2 separate regions of the Mus musculus genome follow, and region 2 is linked to region 1. A link is a contact called in public HiChIP or PLAC-seq data. All regions are on one chromosome and are shown on one strand. The core of a region is the stretch at or near the end of the contact, and the rest is flanking DNA. Distances in the headings are between cores, read along the strand shown. Region 1 overlaps Osbpl10 (oxysterol binding protein-like 10). Region 2 overlaps Gm30762 (a long non-coding RNA gene).

Region 1 (6,964 bases), core at 1,229-3,728:
CTCAGCTGTCTTGGGGAGTGCCTCAGCCTGCTCCAGCAGAGTGTGCGCCAGGCGGCGCCACCCAGCCACAAGCCAGGCGCCTCAGGTGAGTGCTGGACTCCTGGCACCCCCCCTTCCCTGCAGCTGGTCCAGTTGTCCTCATCACACATGTGTAGTTACATGTGTGATTACATGTGTGCATCTCATCCCATGCGTTCTTCCTGTTTGCATGTGTGTGCCTCCATCCCATCCCACCCATTCATTCCTTCTTACTTTCCTGAGATAGGATGTTAACATGTAGTCCAGGGCAGCTTTGAACTCACTACGTAGCCTAGGCTAGCCTTGATCTGATGGTGATCCTCCTGCCTCAGCATTCTTAGTATGGTAGTTGTAGGTATGGACCACCATGCCCTACATTTTCTCTATCCACCCAGCTATCCTTCAGTCCAGCTAAGTTTCTGTCCCTCCTCCCCAGTGGTGTACCAATCCTATAAAAATGCACCCAGTGTGTATCCACAGGCTGTCAAGTGTCCTTGCAGATCTGGCAGCCTGGTCCTGATGTTTTATTCTGTCTGTAACTCCCATCCTCAGCACACCACCTTTCAGAGCTGTCACCGGGTACCCTCCACCCAGTGTTTCCATGGCATTCATCCTCCACGGTTTAGCAGCCACAATGGATGACAGACGCTACATGTGACCTCTCCTCTCTGTCCTATTCACTCCCTCTAAAGGATAGGTTTATGCAAGTCCCTCTAGGGACAGTGTCATGCAGGCCTCCCATGGGGCTGGTCATGCTGAAGAACATTCCAGAAACATTGCTAGTTCCTCTTCCAAAAGCCAGAGGCAGGAACATATGGCTCCAAGAGAATTCAGTTCTATCTGACGAGTAAGTAGTCAGCAGGCAGAAAGACATCACTGAAGGTTAAACTCAACACTAAAGACAAAAATAACTTGAGGGAAGATGGTTCAATATTCTGTCTCAAGACAAACCAAAACCCAAACCTCATAAATAAATGATTTCAGGCTTCAGAAAGGTTATAAGAATAGTATGGGGGCAGTGTCGCGACGGCCCAGGGTTAAGAGCACTTGGTAGAGCTAGGTTCCCAGCACCCACATCACGTGGCCCACAGCTGACTGTAATTCCAGCCCCAGGAATCTGACACTCCCCTCTGGCCTCCACAGATGCCTACACTCAAATGCATGTATCCACCATACTGCTCCCTCCTGTGCCATATACATACACTTAATTAAAAATAAATATTTTTTTAAAAAGTACAGTAGACTAGCTTGTCCAGACAGGGTGGCTGAGGACCTACCTGTGTCTGCCTTCTCAAACTCTTGAGCGTACCTGCTTTTTAATTTTAACACGGGTGGTAGAGGTCAGACTCAGCCCTCGAGGTTACACTAAGCACTTCATCCACTGAGCTGTCTCCCCGGCCCCCACCCATCCTTCATGACCATTTTGTCAGAAAACCCTGCCAGAAGCTGGAAGGCATCTTAGCTCACCACTGTGCCGTCACACGTGACTCGATTAGTGGGAGGGAGCCTGAAACTTGATAGGTGACTCGTCTCCTCCGCTCCCAACTCTCAAGACTTACACGTTCCTACCTATGGTTTCTAAAACAGTGAACACTAATTTTAAAGACAGACTTTCAGACATGGCCAAGGACCTTGAACTCCTGGTCTTCTTGCCTCTACCTCCCAACCATTGGGAATAGAAGCGCCATACTTTATTCAGTACTGGGAACCGAACCCAGGGCTTTGTGCCTGCTAGGCAAACACTCTACTGATATCTACCCCTGCCCCTTGTGATATCAGAGTAGTTCATGTCCTGAAAGGTTTCTGAGCGTCTTCTGGGAATCTGGTTGGCTGAGGCGCCATTATCTAAAGATGTCACACTCTGGTCCATCTTTTGTCCCAGGCATACGTACCTGCTCCCTCCTGTGCAACCTGACTCCCAGGACCGTCTCTGGGGGGGGTGGGGTGTGGGTGGGGCATCTCGAATGTTTTTTAGAGAGGTTTGCAAGGAAGAATAAAGTGATTGGGCTTTTCAGTCAAGGCTTGAAGCGTGCAGTTTTCTCTCCATTCCTCACCATCAGCTCAATGGGGACATGTGCCTGGTCAGGAGGGGCTGCGAGTCTGTCTTTCACCAGCCCTAGATCTACATAAAAAGTGAGCAGACACGGCCAGGAGCTTGGAGCTGGGACTGCACTTGGGTTCTCAGCATGGAGGGGAATTGAAACTTGAAGGGACTGGGGTTCAAAGGACTTTGTTCTCTTTCTTGTTGGTTACTTACTTCCAGGCTCACTGTTCAGGGAGTGGAGATCCAGCTCCCAGCAAGGGCTGTAACCGCTCAGTGTGCTTCTGAGTCAGAGCTGGATCTCCAGCCTGCTGGGCGCAAAGTGGGCTTGGGAAATGAGGTGCTAGGGCTAGCTCTGTCAGGACGGTGACTTGGGTGTGTCACATCCACCCCTACCAGCAGGAAAGATGTAACACCACATTGTCCTTCTACAAGCAGGTTTTATTCAGGAACACTTGGCATTGCAATGCAGGAATCCCTGGAACAACCCCGGGGCGCGCCTTAAATACCCTACTGACTCCTCCCAATCACCCCAGTCCCAAAACGGCAGTCCATTGGTTCACAGCAAGTGACAACACCTCAGGCGAGCTGACGAGGCATGGCGTCTGCGCAGTGCGGGCAGCTGGGATGTGGCTAAGTCTGAGGTAATGAGGAAGTCAGATGCAGGTCATAAGACCTGGCAGCCGTCCTGGGCGCCATCTTGGGGCGGAGGCCACACCCACTCCTCACATGGGTGGGCCTGAATAAGGACTGAAGCAAATCAGGTACCGGGAGAGCTGGGGTAGAAGGTCCATAGTCCCTCTCTCATGTTCTAGAACATTCTCCTCCTCTCCTAAGATTCCTGGAAAGTGCTGCTGATAGGCATGTCCCACTGGAAATGGTGACAGGTGATGCTCATGGCTATCCTGGGCTTTCCTGGTGCCCACTTCCCTTTCTCCTCCTCCTCCACTCAGTGCCTGCCTTTTCTGTCTGCTCCCTCCTTCTGGCAAAACTGCCCACTGCCAGTCACTTTTATTATATGGCTTTAAGACAATGAGAAATGAGATCATGCCCATCAGTAAGATAGGTAGGAAAAGCTACGAGCTAACCTCGAGGTGTGTTTCAGGTGGGTGAGCTTTCTAATCAGTCAAAACAAAGTTCTTGAGTGGCAATTTTTCCATAAAGAAGGCAGGTAGCCAGGGACCAGGAGATGGTTCTTTCAATACAGTGCTTATCATGTAAGTGTGAGGACCCAAGTTCAGTCCTCAAACTCGGGTTAAAAAGAAAGGTGGGAAAAGCCTTGCTGCCAGGCACCTCATGCATTTGTTATCCCAGCATTGGATGGAGGAGGTAGAGACGGGAAGGATCCAGGGCTGGCCAACCAGGCTAGTTCAGTCAGCAAGTTCCAGGCCAAATGAGAGATGCACTGTTTCAAAAACACAAGATGGCAGCACCTGAGGACTGGCACCCGGAAGTTTCCTGTGGCCTCTGCACACACGTGTGCACACCATTTCCAACGGTCTCTGCATGCACGGGTACCATTTCCATTCCTCTACACACATACAAGTTAGGAACACTGGCTTTCTGCCCCAGATACGCCTCACACTTTTATCCACTTTGAAGGCTACAGCCTGACTCTGAAACCCCGAGATGGTTTATTGAACCTGAGAGATGAGGTCACCAGGAACCAGCGGGAGAGGCTTCCTGGGGACATCACTGGTCAGAGGGCTGGTGACACTCAGCACATTGAGGCTCCCAGGAGACACCTGAGATCCCAGCACTTGGGAGACAGGAGGATTGTGAGTTTGAAACCAGCCTGGCTCAGAAAAGGGAAAAGAAAGAGAGAAAGAAGGATGCAGGCTGTTCTTTCACTGTTAACCTGGAGACCCTCACTCTGATATGTACCTGGTGGGTTTTGATCCACATTCCATATTGGTTGGTTTTTTTTGTTTTGTTTTGTTTTTATTTTTTTGCTACAAAAACTGTATTTCTCTTATCCTGCCTTTGAGATTTTGGAGAATGCATAAACCATAAAGGCAGTTTGTGTTGTATATGCTTTTGTTTTGTTTTTAACAAGCCTTCTTTTTTGTTTGTTTGGTTTTTTTGTTTGTTTGGTTTTCAAGACAGAGTTTCTCCATATAGTCCTGGCTGTCCTGGAACTCACTTTGTAGACCAGATTGGCCTCGAACTCAGAAATCCGTCTGCCTCTGCCTCCCGAGTGCTGGGATTAAAGGTGTGCGCCACCACCGCCCGGCATAAGCCTTCTTGAACCTATATTTTGTACTTATCCCAGCCAGGATAAGTTAGTGAGGAAGACAAGGCACGCTTGAGCTCCCTGCTCACTAGACACTATTTTGGGGACGTTACGTGTGGGCTATCCCTATGTGTGTATGTTGTATCCATGTGGCTGTGCTGGGTATTGAACTCAGGGCTTCACATTTGTGTGGCAAGCACTTGTCTGTTGGCACTCTTCATAGTAGTATGATATTTTTCTACATGCCAATGGTTAATTCAATCACTTTGTGATGTGAGATATATCATTATGTTTAGAAAAATTATCAGTTCAGGGCTCAGATAAAACCAATGAGACAACAGGCCGGAGCAGAGAATTCTAGTGCCCCAAAACTCAGGAATTAGACTCTGGGGTGGCTCACTGGTAAACATATTTGCTGCCAAGGCTCATCACCTGACTTGGTCCCTGGGAGCCACATGGTAGAGAGAACCAAACCCCGTCAACTGTCTTCTGACCATCATGCTTACATGTACCTGTGGGAGTGCACACTCGTGTATGTGCGTATGTGTGCGCACACATACAGAACTATAGATGCATGTGCGTACATTAATGCGGAAACAGCTCAGGAATTGTGATAAGTGATGCTTTAATATGCTGTACTTTAAAATTAACGTAAAACCAACCCACAATGAACAGACCGTCAAGATTTGACATAGAAAGGACTTCAGTCAGCTAAAGCTCCAATCGCCATGGTGCGACCAACAGATGCATGTATTTGGCAGTGCCGGAGACTGGGCATCCAAGCCAGGCTCTGGCTGATGGGGTTCCCCTCCCCCACTGATGGGCACTGCCCTTCCTCACTCCCAACATGGGCTTCCTCCTGCTGTGCATGTGAGGTGACAGCTCTGGTCTTTTGTTTTTAAGGATACAGATCCTGTTGAAGGTTCTAGCTGATGATCCCACTCAATGCTAATTACTTCTAGAAAATTCCGACCTCAGATCTTGTTAGATTAGAGATGAAGACAACAAAATATGAATGGACTGGGGATACAAGCATTGGATCCCTAGCCAACAGGGTTCAACGTGGGTGGGGGGTAGAGGTGGGGGGGGGAGGGGACCAGGCGAGGCAAGTGAAACTAAACCAGGGGACAGACTGGCTTTCTCCATACTGGGCCATATTTATCTATCCATTCATGTATGAACTCATTCATCTTTTTAAAAGGTTGTGTACATGGATGTTTTGCCTGCATGTATGTATATGAATCACACACATTCATGGTGTCTATGGAAGTCAGAAGAGGGTTCTGTTGCCTATGGAAGTGTTACAGATGATTGTGAGCCACCATATAGGTGCTGGGAGTTGAACCCAGGTCCTCTGCAAGAGCAACAAGTGCTCTTAGCTGCTGAGCCATCTCTCCAGCCCCATTCATTCTTCTTTAAGATGGGGTCTCAGGTAGCCTAGGATGTATTCAAACTCATCGTATAGCCAAGGATGGCCTCATGCTTCTGAGGTCTGAGCTCATAGGAGCAGACCATCATGTCTGGGTTATGCTGGGAATTGGATCTAGGACTTCGTGCATGCATACCAGACACACACTGTTAGCAACTGAGCAGCATGACTGGTCCTGCTTTTTGAGTTAACAGTGCAATGAATAGTTAACAGTGTCACTGTATTGTATTGCTTTGAACAAACCCCCAATGTTTTCATCTTGCAAAGCCAAAGCTCTCTTGCTGAGCACCAACCCTCCTGCCTCCCACATACTCCCCAGGCCCTGGCAGCTGGTATCTCCCGTCCCACTTTTCTCTGGCCTGTTTGAATTTTGAGACTATTGAGGGGCTATGAAAGTTATTCAGGTGAAATCTACCTCTCTGAGTGCCTTCTAATGCTCATTTCTCAATGCATGTGGAGCCAAGTATCTGTCCTGCCCAGTCACAGTCTAGGTGCTGGGTCAGCTGAGAGCAAGGGCAGTGCTACCTCTACCTCCAAGGAGCTGGCAAGGAAAAGGGGGAGGAAAGAGGGACAAGACTCCAGTGTGTGCCCTGGGATAGTCCAGATAGCAGTGGACCCTCTGTGTGTCCTAGCTGAGCCCAGACAGCAGTGGGCCCTTTGTGTGTCCTAGCTGAGCCCAAACAGCAGTGAATCCTGTGTGTGCCCTGGGAGAGCCCAGACAACAGTGGGTCCTATGCATGCCCTGGCTGAGCCCAGACAGCAGTGGTATAGTGGTACAGTAACCTGCAGTGTGGCTCCCAATGGCTTTGGGAAGTCCCTCACACTAGGGACTTCACAAGAGGCCTCTGAGCAAGTGATGCTTAGTTAACTTAACTCCCCCCACCTCCCCAGAGGGGGTCTGGAGGAGCAGCTTCTGGGAAGAAGGTATGGTATGGTCAAAGGCCCAAGGTGGTAATGAACATGGCTCGATGTTAGCCAGGCTGGAATGTACGGGGATGGGAGGGGGGAACCTGCCAGCTCTCGGGCTGAGAAGGCCTCTAGGTTTACATTTTACTTCAGTTTAAGCAGCAGAGTTATATAGTCTCCTACATGTGTATATATGTAGTCTACATATATATGTATGTATGGGGAAGTATGTTGTCTCCTATGTGTATGTATAGAGAAGTATTGAGCATGGCACTAAGAAGAGAAAATTTGACATACAAGTACACTTGGTTAGATAACACCACACTCAGCAATTCAC
Region 2 (6,964 bases), core at 2,181-4,680, 190 kb after region 1:
ACACACACACACACACACACACACACACACACACACACACACACACACACACACACTTTTTAAATGTTACAAAAGAGAGAAAGTTATTTTTAAAGAGATGTATTTTTATGATTTTTAATTATGTGTATATTCGTGTATGCCTCTGTGTGTGTGTGTGTGTGTGTGTGTGTGTGTGTGTGTGTGTGCATGTGTGTGTGTTAGGGGATATGTGCACATGAGTGCAGAAGCCATCAGAGGCTAGAGACACTGGATCCCCTGGTGCTAGAGTTACAGGCAGCTGGGAGTGGCCCAATATGGCTACTGGGAACTAAACTTATGTTAGTTTAGTAACTGCAATAGCAGTATCCACTCTTAACTGCTGAGCTGTCTTTCCAACATCTCCACCAAGGAGAGTTATTTAAAAAACAAACAAACAAACAAACAAAAAACCCAACAACAAGAATCCTTGAATTCTATGTTGTGATGAGTTATGTGAGAGAAGGAATAATAAGAGAAAGAAAAGACTCTGAGGAAAATGAGGAGACAGGAGAACAAGAGGGAAGAAAGCCTATGTCCTCAACTTCTGACAGTCCTGCAGGGCCTGTAGGCACACTTGCAATCCCAACACTTGGGAAGTAGAGGCCCCAGGGTTGCAAGTTTAAGGCTGGACTGGGCTATATAGTATGTTTTCTAACTAAAAAAAGATATATTTTTTGAAAGGACAAAGAAGAGGATAAATACATTATAACTGAGCCAAAACCAAAATCAACAACAACAAAACCAAAAAACAAACCAACAACCAAACAAAAAAACAAAAAAAGAAACAAACTAAACAGCAAACCTCCATAAATATCTTCATGAAACCACAGAACACTTCGATGAAAGGAAGAGCGAAACACGACTTAAGAACAAATGAAGAAGTGTCAGGGTATCAGAGGAGCCTTTTCCAAGTACACACGCCTTTCCACTCTCCAAATCCCACGGTAGAGTGAAACTTCTTGTTCCTTGGGAGTTGGCAGTGGAAGAGATGAGAGTGCCCTTCACTTGATCACCTCTGGTCATGCTCTACAGAATACTAATTAGTGATTCCAACACTGCTTGCAAGGACTCAGGATACATTTTATCCTCAGTCTTTCTGAGGTTCTAATCTAAACTGGGCTGTGCAGATGTAGGATCAAAAAACGGCAGGGAAAACCAAGATAGTGTGGGAAGGGAATCCGAACACAATATACAGTTGAGGTTGCTATAGAGACAATGCCTGTCTCCCTCAAGACATCTCAGGTAAGGATGTTAAAAACACCAAACCATGCTGACTTTAAGTGTGTTAAAGATCCTTTCTCATACCTAAACTCAAAAAATACACTTCAGAAAACCATCTTACGATTGTATTTATCAAAGGAAATTCTTAAAGACAGAGTGGCTGGAGAGAGGGCTCCAAGTTTAAGAGCACTTGATGATCCTTCCAGAGGACCCAAGTTCCATCACCAGCACCCACCAGGTGTGTGTTATCTGTAGCCCTAAGAAGGGTGGGTACCGCTGACCTCAGACACTTGCTCTGATGTATATATAGCCCCCCCATAATAGAAAACAATAAAAATAAATCTTAAAAAAGAAAAATAAGTGAATCAATACATGCATTTGTACTTAACTGCACATTTTTACTCAGATTTTAAGTGTGGTGAATCTTCAAATCTTGTAATTTTAAGCCTTGGAAGGTGAACTTAGAAAGTTCACCATATAGCCATTGTAAAAACATCTGAGGGTGACTCTCTTGAGAAACCCAGGCCCACGTTTTGTTGTTGTTTGGGGGGGGGGAGTGGGAATTATCCTTTTCCTCCACATCTCTGTACTTAAAACAATGTAGCTTTGGTTCATTGTGACATTCTTTTCTGTGCCATAGGCAAGTGTATTAGTTACCTTTCCATGACTGTTGTCAAATAACTGGACAAAAAGCTACTTGGTGGGGGTGGGGGTAGGGGTTTGTTGTAGCTTAGAGTTGCAGAGAGGAAGACATGGCCGCTGAACTATGGGTCCAGCCTTGTTGTCAGTAAGCTGACTGAACACATCTCAACTGCATCCGGAAAGTCCAAGGAACAGGAAATGGAGCCAGACTGTAAAACCTCAACGTCCACCTTCTGCAGCAAGGCTCCGCCTCCTGAAGGTTCTATTACAACCCTAAACAGCACCACTAACTGGGTACCAAACGTTCTAACACATGGGCCAACAGGGGATGTTTCTCATGCAAAACACAATGTCAAGGATCCTGCTTTGCCTAAGTGGAGGCCTCTAAAGGGGAGAGGATCACTTAGGCTACTGGGGGCTGTGCTGGGTGGTATCCCCCTGTGGCTGTTGCTAAGATGAAAGATACTTTTGAGGAAGGTGTGGTGTGAGAGCTAGAATATGAACAGGGATGGGATGAACTGGAGTTTGGTTTTCTCTGTGTGATGACTTAGTCCACATAGAGGGAAGATATCCCTAGCACAGCCCATCTGATCACATAACGGTTCACATGACCAGACTGATCATCATTATACAGTGAGAGAAAACTATACAGAAATTACTTAGGTGACAGTTTAGCCAGCCATTTAATAACACCATATCCACAAATACAGTCTAGCAAAAGAGGAATGCTTTGGTCAATAGCTGGCCTGGAATGGAAGGACCCTCTGGTGCTTTGAACGAGAATGGCTCCCAAAGGTTCATATATTTAAAAGTTTGGGTCCCAGTTGGTGATCTATTTAGGAAGGATTAGGAGGCATGTTGCAGGAATTATTAAAAAGACTATCAATATCCTGCACTATGTTGGGCACCTGCAGACCACATGGCACCAGTGGGGTGTTCTCATCTTGGGTGCGTTCTGAACCGTCTCCACCCAACTCTCCTCCCACTGGCGGGTTGTTACCACGCCAGCCCCATGCTTCAAAACCTCCACGGCCTTTGTGGTGCACATCAGGCAAACCCGCGCTGTGCCCCCGTACTTTTCTCTCTGGAACCCAGTCAAGTCGCTTCGAGAAGGAAAACACCACACAAACTTAGTTCTGAAACAATGGTAACTCCATCTCTGGGCACAACAGCTAGAATCCGAATCTTGTAAGCCATATGAAATCAAATTCCTCCAGTGGCGAATCCTGGTGAAACAGAGAGACACTAGCAGGTACATCTTGCCCTTTCGCTATCCCCAGTCAAAAGCCCCTACTCTCTCCTGCTTCCTCTCTCCCTCAGTCCAACCTAGAAGTCCCCCTACTCGCCCAGTGATTGATCCCTTTATTCATTTGGGAGTTTCACAAGAAGTCACCTGAGTCTGTGGTTAATTCCTCTTTCCAGACAACCCCTCCTGGGAGAGCAGAATTTACATCAAAATACAGGCAGCACGGATACATCCACAACAAGGTGTGTTAGAGTAGGTGTGTCACTGGGGGTGAGCCTTGAGGTTTCACTAGGCTTGTGAATCAGATATGAGCTTTGAGCTCTGCTCCAGTGCCATGCCTGCCTGCCTATTGCCATGCACCCACCATGTCGGTTATGGACTCACCGGAACCTGTAAACAAGCCCTCTACTAAATGCTTTCTGAATATGACGCCTTGGTCATGGTGTCTCTTCAGAGTAGTAGAGCAGTGAGTGACTAAGGTAGACCCTCTGTTATGGTTTGTATATCCTTGGCCCAGGGGATGGCATTATTAGAAGGTGTGGCCCTGTTGGAGTAGGTGTGTCACTGTGGGTGTGGGCTTTAAGATCCCATCCTAGCTGCCTGGAAGCCAGTATTCTGCTAGCAGCCTTCAGATGAAGTTGTAGAACTCTCTGCTCCTCCTGCACCATGCCTGCCTGGTTGCTGCCGTGCTCCTGCCTTGATGATAATGGACTGAACCTCTGAACCTGTATGCCAGTTCCAATTAAATGTTGTCCTTTATAAGACTTGCCTTGGTCATGGAGTCTGTTCACAGCAGTAAAACCCTAACGAAGACACACCTCATTAAGAGCATCCATGTTAATATTTAACACACTCTCTTTATGAGAAGCCAAGGCAAGTTGTCTTTGTAGTACTACAGGCTCAATAGCTAAAACTGAAATTCCAGCAGTTTCACTTTCATTTGGAACTTCTGTTAGCTTTTCTTTCATGCTTGTCTTGTGTTTTGGTCACACTATCAACAGCCAACATCAGCTGTCCACAGACCAGGCAAGGTGAAGGAAAGGCCACGTAAAAACTCTTAGAAATCTCCAAGCAGAGTTCTATGCTGGCTGTTTAATTTACACCCCCACCAGCAGTGAATAAGGCTCTTTTCTCTCCACACCCTCTGCAAGGTTTGTCAGACTTGGTGATAGTCATTCTGACAGGGTGAGATGGTGTCTCCAAGTAGTTTTAATTTGCATTTACCTGGTGGATAGGGATATAGAATATTACAAAAAAACCAAAACAACACAACAACAACAACAACAACAACAAACCCAGTTATTGGCCATTTGCATTTCTCTTTTTTTCCCCCAAAAAGCTTTCTAATTTTGATGTGTGATGTTTATTTGTAAGTATTTTCAATGATAAAGTTCATTTAAAAACTTAATTGCAAAATCCAGAAAATGGAGATCAAAGATATGAGATTTCATCTCACTGCAGTTAGAATGATCATCACCAACAAATACTGACAGGGTGTGTGTGTGTGTGTGTGTGTGTGTGTGTGTGTGTGTGTGTACGTGCGTGTGCATGTGATTCTCTCACGCTTCTATCGGATATGCAAATGAGTGCAGCCATTTATGGAAATCATCATGGAGGTTCCTGAAAGCCTAGCTCTGGGGACATGACCCAGTAGGAAAAGTGCTTGCTGCCTAAGTATGGAGACCTCACTTCAGATCTCCAGCATCCCCATGAAAACTGGGCATGGTGATGGAAACCGAACCTGTAACCTCAGAGCTAGGGACAGAGATAGGAGGATCCTAGGGCCTTGCTGCCCGGCCAGCCTAGCCAAAACAATGAGCTACAGATTCAGTGAAGGACCCTGTCTCAAAAAACAAGATGGGCGAAAGATACCTTGATATTAATCTCTGGCCTTCACACACACGCACAGCCCACATGGGCCAGTGTACCTACACACAAATGTGTAGCATGCATAGCACCCCCCTTACACATATGCTCTGAAGACAGAGATACCAATGCCACATGATCAGCCACACCACTGAGGTCAGTGGGATGTCAACAGATCATAGGGATAACTACATATCCATGTTTACCGATGAGCTCTTCATCATAGCCAGGGTCACCGTTCTAGTGCTGTGAAGAGACACCGTGACCGAGACAACTTACAGAGGGAAAAGCTTAACTGGGGGATTGCTTACAGCTTTATAGAGTTAGCTGATTATCATCACGTCAGGGAGCATGATGGAGGGCAGGCATAGTGCTGAGGAAGCAGCTGAGAGCTGCATCCTGATCTGCAGGGGGAAGGGGGAGAGAAGGGGGGGAAAGCACTGAGGCAGGCTTTTGAAACCTCAACGCTTACCCCAGCAACACATCCCCTTCAATAGAGCCACATCTCTTGATCCTTCCCAAACAGTTCTACTTCTATCCCCGCCCCCCCCCCCCCCGCCCCAACCAAGCATTCAAATATATGAGCCTGTGGGGGGACCATTCTCACTCAAACCACCACAGCCATGATATAGAAACAGCTCATATACACATCAGCAGGTGAATGGATTTTTAAATTGTGGTTAAAAATCTGTGGCTTGAGGGGACATTCCACATTCAGAACACAACAGGAAGAGAGGAAGTCGTCCCTTGGTCACTTAAAGGGAATGTTCCGGGTAGAAAGGACAGCGTGATGATGGACTTTCTGGGTAAAAGCAGGATGGTGGGCTAGTCCTCAGAGGGGATATGACCACCTAAGATGGGTACCACTGGCTGATGGGATGCCTAGAACAGATGTGATTGGCTTGGTGGGGCTGTGGGCTGGGCAGGGTGGTGAGGACCTGCTGGTCATAGGAGTGAGGGTGGATGGTGCTGGAATAGGTGATATGAGGAGGTCTGTCCAGTGCTTTTAGGGTGTCAGGAACATGACAAACACTTATTCTCGATTTCGTTCCTCTGACTGTGAGCGAATTGTGGCCCCAATCCCTGCAGAGCGTTGAGGCCAGGCTCTTGCATGTCTGTCGTTGATTCCCTTGGGTACGTTCTGTTTGTTCCCTCCGTTTATAATTTTCTTAAGAGACTTACACAAACAGTTCGTGGTGACATTAATGGAATTCAAAATCCAGGGAAAACTGGGTGTGGTGCTTCAAACCTTTAATCTTGGGAGGCCCCGGCAGGAGAACTGCCAAGAGTTCAAAGTCTGTAGTTCTATGGCAGCTCGAGCTATAAAGATCTCAAGAAATCAACATGAGGTTAGAGAAATGGCTCAACAATTAGGAGCATGTACTGTGCTTGCGGAGGACCCGTTCAAATCCTAGCTAGGAGGTTTGTAACTGCCTTAACTCCAGATCCAAGGGAATCTGACGCCTCCTTCTGGCACCCACAGGTACTGCACTCACACCTGTTAAACACACCCTAACCCCCCCCCCCCACATACACATATACACATGATTAAAAATTTTAAAAGGCCAGCCAACTAATAAGCAAAAACAAAACAAACAAAAAGCACAGAATAAAATCCTACCTGTCTATTGACTACCTCAGTAGACACAAACTTTCATTTTTATGCCTTTACAGGACTTGCAGGAAAGCCAATTAAAATGCTTCTTAGTTTCTTTTTCCTGTTGCTATGATAAAATCTCCTGACAAAATCAACTTGTGGGAGAAAGGGTTTATTCTGGTCAGCTCTCTGTCTATAGTGGCAGAGAAGTCACTGAGGCAGGAGCCTGAAGCAGCTGATCTCATTGCATCTGGACTCAACAGCAGAGAGTGCTGGCTGTCCTAGGTGCTTCTCTGTTGCTGTGATAAAGCCACAACCAAAAGCAATGTATGGAGGGAAAGGGTTATTTTACTTATAGTTTACTGCCCATCATT

The links. HiChIP or PLAC-seq counts read pairs in DNA pulled down with a chosen protein or histone mark.
Region 2: an H3K27ac HiChIP or PLAC-seq map of embryonic stem cells shows a contact between it and region 1, with 2.1 times the contacts expected there. The contact joins two enhancer-like sites. A contact is called at or near these places in 1 of 15 datasets of contacts at CTCF or cohesin (embryonic stem cells), 6 of 484 Hi-C or Micro-C datasets (the HL-1 cell line, embryonic stem cells and erythroblasts) and 4 of 115 datasets of contacts at active chromatin or transcription factors (all in embryonic stem cells).

The regions. Positions count from the first base shown.
Region 1 is chr9:115,167,208-115,174,171 of GRCm38.p6, forward strand. Osbpl10 (oxysterol binding protein-like 10) reads left to right here. Exons shown (of 12, transcript NM_148958.3): 5 at 1-85. Among named protein-coding and RNA genes, the nearest start is that of Gm4665, 15 kb to the right of the region's middle. Within about 2 kb of position 2,479, at least 13 of the 459 cell types and tissues checked have an H3K27ac peak or open chromatin away from gene starts, as enhancers often do. A contact at or near this core is called in embryonic stem cells, where this site is marked.
Region 2 is chr9:115,359,196-115,366,159 of GRCm38.p6, forward strand. The region is part of intron 2 of Gm30762 (a long non-coding RNA gene); the gene reads left to right. Among named protein-coding and RNA genes, the nearest start is that of Gm30762, 15 kb to the left of the region's middle. Within about 2 kb of position 3,431, at least 12 of the 459 cell types and tissues checked have an H3K27ac peak or open chromatin away from gene starts, as enhancers often do. A contact at or near this core is called in embryonic stem cells, where this site is marked.